Linked DNA regions of Capra hircus: region 1 is linked to region 2. A link is a contact called in public Hi-C data. All regions are on one chromosome and are shown on one strand. The core of a region is the stretch at or near the end of the contact, and the rest is flanking DNA. Distances in the headings are between cores, read along the strand shown. Region 1 holds the start of SFN (14-3-3 protein sigma). Region 2 has its middle 49 kb from the start of RPS6KA1.

The links. A called contact is a pair of places that touch in the nucleus more often than the background predicts.
Region 1: a Hi-C map of blood shows a contact between it and region 2, with 2.0 times the contacts expected there. The contact joins the promoter of SFN here to the enhancer-like site in region 2. A contact is called at or near these places in 2 of 5 Hi-C or Micro-C datasets (both in blood).

Annotation. Positions count from the first base shown.
Region 1 is chr2:9,630,617-9,633,863 of ARS1.2, forward strand. SFN (14-3-3 protein sigma) reads left to right here and starts at 1,297. Exons shown (of 1, transcript XM_005676807.3): 1 at 1,297-2,653. The coding sequence starts at 1,388. The coding sequence ends at 2,134.
Region 2 is chr2:9,410,032-9,412,941 of ARS1.2, forward strand. No RefSeq gene overlaps it. Among named protein-coding and RNA genes, the nearest start is that of RPS6KA1, 49 kb to the left of the region's middle. Within about 2 kb of position 1,455, at least 2 of the 5 cell types and tissues checked have an H3K27ac peak or open chromatin away from gene starts, as enhancers often do.

The sequences.
Region 1 (3,247 bases), core at 47-2,546, 220 kb after region 2:
GAAACTTCTGAGAGGCAGGCTCATTCAGCTGGGGGGAAGAGGAAGGCAGCGCTCAGCTGGGACTGCTGCCCCATAAAACGAAACGACATGCGTCACAGCCGCCTCCATCGCCTTGGTCCTGTCTTTTCTCCCCAGTTGCTAGCGTTTCCCCCCCTCCTGGTACCCAGCTGGGCAGGGTACCCAGGTGGCGGGCATCCCTGCCTCTGACAGAGGGCGGGACTGAGTTAGGCAGGAAAGTGGAACAGCCAGTGAGCTGGGTCCCCACCCTCTGTGCGCCCCACTGACACATGATGGCAGACGGGGGGGCAGGTGACCTGGTGTGGACAGCCAGAGGGCAAGTCCTCAGACAAGTGGCAACAGGCCACCAACTTGAAAGGGAAAATTGTGCTGTGATGGGGAAGGTATCCAAAAAACCTACTGGGTGACTAATTACAAAGGCTGGGCCAGAGCGTCAGAGGCCGCTCGTTAAACACCTCATTAAGTGGCACTCTGAAAGCTGCCACTTTTGCATTCTGGGAGCTCAGAGGGGACAGGATCCTGAGGAGGAGTGAGGGGTGGTGGGTAGAACCATTTCAGGTAGACTCCGGAAGAAGCCTGCATGTCACTTTTAAATAGTCTGGAGCTCACAAGTCAAAAGACTTGATGGGAGCAAAGCCAAATTTAGTAGCTGTGTGACTGTGAGCAACTCTCATCTTTCTCTGAGCCTTAGCGTTCCCGCCTCTACAGTGGGAGTAGTGTCACAGACTTGCCCATTTCACACAGACAGAGCAGGTTAGATTAAGTTAGATCATGGGTATGAAGGCGCTTGGGAAGCTAGCTACCGCCCTACCTAAACAAAGAGTTATCTCTCCTGAACCAATACGGGAAACACACCTGGCAGGACTGGGAACCCCATCCTCCTGCACCTGGCTTTATGGGCTCTGCCTAGGCCCATAGCGGCCAGGTAGCTGAAGCCATCCTCAACCCGTGTAAGAACACGGTGAAGGAGGATCTGATTTGAGCAACTGGGACAGCTACCTACGGTAGGCATGTAATAGAAACCCTGAACCAAAGCGGGCAGCCTGGGGCCTGGAAAGGTGTCGGTGCAGGTGAGGCCAACGCCCAAATCTCTCCCGCTGACAGTCCGGATGACTCACCCCCGGCCCCCGCCTCCCTACCCGCCATCCCAGCCCTTTTACCTTTAAGGAAGAGCGGAAAGGGTGTGGGGGCGAAGAGGAGAGGGAGGCAGGTCCGGGGCCCTAGCCCCGCCCTCTGCCCCTCCCACCCCTCTCTGGGCCTGGCCTTCCAGCCAAAAGGCGGGCAGAGAGCAGGAGAAGCACAGAACCCGGCCTTGGTTCCGAGGCAGCCAGTTAGCCCGCCGCCTGCCTGTCTGCCTGTCCCCAGAGCCATGGAGAGAGCCAGTCTGATCCAGAAGGCCAAGTTAGCCGAGCAGGCCGAACGCTATGAAGACATGGCAGCTTTCATGAAGAGCGCTGTGGAAAAGGGCGAGGAGCTATCCTGCGAAGAGCGCAACCTGCTTTCAGTGGCCTACAAGAACGTGGTGGGTGGCCAGCGGGCGGCGTGGAGGGTCCTGTCCAGTATCGAGCAAAAGAGCAATGAAGAAAGCTCGGAAGAGAAGGGCCCGGAGGTGCAAGAGTACCGAGAGAAGGTGGAGACGGAGCTCCGGGGCGTGTGCGACACAGTGCTGGGCTTGCTGGACACCCACCTCATCAAGGAGGCCGGTGACGCCGAAAGTCGGGTCTTCTACCTGAAAATGAAGGGCGACTACTACCGCTACCTGGCCGAAGTGGCCACTGGCGACGACAAGAAGCGCATCATCGACTCAGCCCGGTCGGCCTACCAGGAGGCCATGGACATCAGCAAGAAGGAGATGCCGCCCACCAACCCCATCCGCCTGGGCCTGGCCCTGAACTTTTCCGTCTTCCACTATGAGATCGCCAACAGCCCCGAGGAGGCCATCTCTCTGGCCAAGACCACCTTCGACGAGGCCATGGCCGACCTGCACACCCTCAGCGAGGACTCCTACAAAGATAGCACCCTCATCATGCAGCTGTTGCGAGACAACCTGACGCTGTGGACGGCAGACAACGCCGGGGAAGAAGGGGGCGAGGCTCCCGAGGAGCCCCAGAGCTGAGCCGCACCCGCTGCACGCCCTGCCCTACCCTGCCCGCTCCAGTCCCCCACTCCCGGCAGAGAGGACTTGTATGGGGTGGGAGGCCCGACTCTTCTCCCCAAACGCTCTGGCCCAGCTCAGAAAGGCTCCATAGAGAGGGACAAGCAGAGCCGAGTCCCCCTGGAGCCAGAGGATTCCATACTTCCTGCAGCTGTCAGGGGCTCCTGGCCACTGGTCATCATCCAGCCCTGCTCTCTGTCTCCACCCCCGCCCCCCGTCCCAGACACCCCCCCACCCTGACCACTTCCTCCCCACTCCAACCCCCTCCCGCCCCTGCTACCTATGGATCTTAGGAATTGAGGAGTGTCCCATCCTTAGAGCTGAAAACCGAACTGTGTGGCAGAGGTTGGTGATGAAGGTGTGTGTGTGCGCCTGTGTGTGTGTGTGTGTTGTGCAGCAACCAGGACCCAGGATGAGAGGGAGAGCATGTCTGCTGGGTGTGACCATGTTTCCTCTCAATAAAGTTGCCCTGTGACACTCCGCCTGTCTTTTTCAGTTATTGCGGAAGGGCGGGACAGGGATTGGTGTGTGAGTTACAGAGACCCTGACCTCCTTGGGGCTGGCTCAGTGACTCGCAGGCAAGACTCTGGAGCCAGGAGAGAGGCTGGGGATCCAGCCCTCTCCATCAGGGTCTGGTCTAGTCCCCTCAAACTGGTCCTATCCCGGGAGGGTCGGGTGAGCAGCGCCAAGGCGGCTTGGAGACTCCTCTGCCAGGAACGTGGGGTGGGAGGCTGAAGCGCTCAGGTGGAGGGGACAGTCTCCGGGGTGAGGTCGGAGGGGTACGCCGCAGTGAGCGGCACTGAGCACCCCAGACCTGAAAGCGGGGAACAGTCCCATCAGATCTGAGCGGAGGGAAGTATCACCAGGGGGCGGGTATGACGCCGCCATTAAAAGCTCAGGTCTGAGGAGAAGACCGCCTTCCAACGTTCGGAGATGGGGACAAAATAAAACGGGCCGTTGACGAAGAGGTGCAACTTGAGTGCGAAGGGCCGCCGAGAGCGGGTTCGGCCGCGGCGGGCCAAGCCCACCGCCTCCGCATCTCAGCTCCCAGCAGCGACGCTCCTCCGCCTTCTA
Region 2 (2,910 bases), core at 205-2,704:
AATTACGGAGACCCCCCCACCACATCACAAGGCAGTCCCCCGCACGGCAAGAAGGTTCCTCTGCTTTGAACCTAGGTCTTCTGCGTAGCTTCCATTTCTTGAGGGGGTTCCCACTAACTCCAAGGACTCGAGGGAGAAATGACTCAGCAGTAACAGGAGGGAAATCTAAAGGACACCCCCCTCCCCACCCTCAGGGAAGCAGCTGCAGACACAGGGCAAAGATTGTGCTGTCAAGAGACACAGATGTGGAGGTGAGCAGCCTCCCCCGGGCTGTGCAGTGGGCCCTCTAGCCCAACTCATCCCTGAAGGCAGGTGGTGGTGGTGGAAACAGCTGGATCTGCAGTCACACCCCAGCCCCAAGGCTGACCTGCTGTTTGACCTTGGGCGAGTCATTTCACTCCTCTGAGGTTTCCCCAATGGTCAAAGGGGCTGATATGAGTGTTAAAGGAGAGGGTGTGTCTACAGAGTGTCGGTTAAAAGCAAACGTCAAACAGAACGTAGGAAGAAACCCAGAGTCTGGGGTTAAGCACGGACTCCGGTCAGAGCTGTCCTGGTTTTGTTTGTTGTGGCAGTCCAAGCGCGGGTTGGAAAAGAATTTCCAGACACAGAGCATTTTAAAAGCGAGTGAATTTATTAAGAGCAGAGAGCAGAGATAACGAGGGTGCGGTGAGCACAGGGGGTTGACTTCCTGACAGGCCGGCGAGAGTTGACTGAGACGCTGTTAGAACAGGGGGTGACTCAAGGGAGAACTGACGCTTTTCGTGGGTTAATAGCCAATTTTTATAGCCTCAAGACAAAGAAAATTCCTGCTGGAAGGTTGGCATTGTGAAGTGAAAATCGCTCAGTCATGTCCGACTCTTGACAACCCCATGGACTGTAGCCCGCCAGGCTCCTCTGTCCATAGGCATTCTCCAGGCAAGAATACTGGAGTGGGTAGCTGTTCCCTTCTCCCGGGGATCTTCCGAACCTAGGGATCAAACCCAGGTCTCCTGTGTTGCAGGCAGATCCTTTACCATCTGAGGTACCAGGGAAGTTAGGTGACTAGTTAGGGCACTATAGGGTGAGCACTGAGGTGGGCATTTTTGCCTAATATGGGATCCAATATTTTGGCCACCTGATGCGAAGAACTGACTCATTGGAAAAGACCCTGATGCTGGGAAAGATTGAAGGCGGGAGGAGCAGGGGGCAACAGAGGATGAGATGGTTGGATGGACATGAGTTTGAGAAAGTTCCAGGAGCTGGTGAAGGACAGGGAAGCCTGCCGTGCTACAGTCCACGGGGTCGCAAAGAGCCAGACACCACTGAGAGACTGAACTGAACCGAACTGGGGTCAGGAAGCCTACTGGTGATAATCAGGGGGGCTTGTGGCAGCGGTTACAAAGGAGCTCAGTCAGTCCCCAAGACGACCTTGTTTCTAGATGCTGCTTCTGTAGCCTTGGTGCAAGGCCTTGCTCAGTAGCCTTGGGGCAAGACTCCACATGGTTTACTTTTTTTCTTGAAGTATGAGCATTTCTGGGTTAGAATCCAATGTTGACCACTAGTCTGTGTGACCTTGGGCAAGTCATTTAGCCTTTCTGCCTCAATTTCCCCTTCTTTAAAGTGGGAATTAATAGTAGTGGCTACTCTGGTAAAGGTAAAACTAAGCACCGCCTCAGAAGCACTTTTCACAGGGCCTGACACATAGGAAATGCTTAACACGTGTTGCTAACACTACTACCCACTGCCTCCTCCCAGAGCACAGACTCCTCTGCCTCTCTGCCTTTCTGTCTCCAGAGCAGAGATACCAGTCAACTCGCCTGAACATCTTTGTCCTATGAGAAGAAGGAACCCTCTCAAAACGGCTGTCTCTGTCTTTTCCTCTCCTACCTCAGAGCGCCTTTCTGAGTTATAACTCATGTGTGTGACTCAATCTGAAACTTCTTTTTATAAGTAATTTCCTCTGTTTCTCTTCCCTTCTTCCGCTCCACACCCACTCCTCAGGCTGTGGGCTAAATTGAGAAATCAAGGGGCAGATGACACATGTTTGAGCAGAGTCTGAGATCTGCACCTGGGCTGGGCCTGGCGTCACTCACCCATTGCGGAATCTTCTTACCAGAGGACTGGGTCGGGACAGTCATTCCTTCTGTTATTACAAAGCGTTCCAGGTCCCAGACCCTTTGTGTGAGCATCAGGGAGCAACTGACAGGGACTGAATATTCTCACCTGGAGGAGGGAGTAGAGGATTAGAATCCGAAGGCACGAGAGTGAAGTCAGATCTCAACATCAGCCATGACAGGCTGTGTGATCTTGGGCAAGTCACTTGACCTCTCTGAATTTCGTTTTCCTCATTTGCAAACCATCCTCAGAGGGTCATAAGAGTGAAGGCTCTAGCAGAGACTAGGTGCAGAAAATGGTAGCTATGTTGCAAGAATGCTTGATAGAACATTCAGAGCTGAAAGAGACCCTCCAGAACCAGGGGCCTTAACTTGAGGTCCATGGGCTTCCCAGAAACAAGGAAATGATATGTAAAAGGGTGTATGCTTGTGTAGTTTTCTGGGGGAGAAGGTTCAGGGTTTCCATCAGATTTTCAGAGGGGTTTGTGATCCCCTAAAATTGCGCCCAGGGGAGCAGATATTAGACTTTCACTTGACTAGTATGTGGAACAGTGTTCTCATCCCAGCACTTAGTAGACATGCTAGACATGCACTGAAGATGCTAAGACCAGCGCTCCTTGCCTGTCTGGGCGGATAAGTGATTTAGCCAAGGCACAGGCATCTGAGAATGGAAGGAAGCCTACTGCTGGATTGAAACCCTAAATCTCTGACCACAAAGCTGGCCACATTTGTATCAGGAGAGGGCCCCCTCCCCAGGCCTGTGACTTGCCTAAGTTCCCTCTGTTTAGCCAAGACTAGCAGGATCAGCATTGCATAA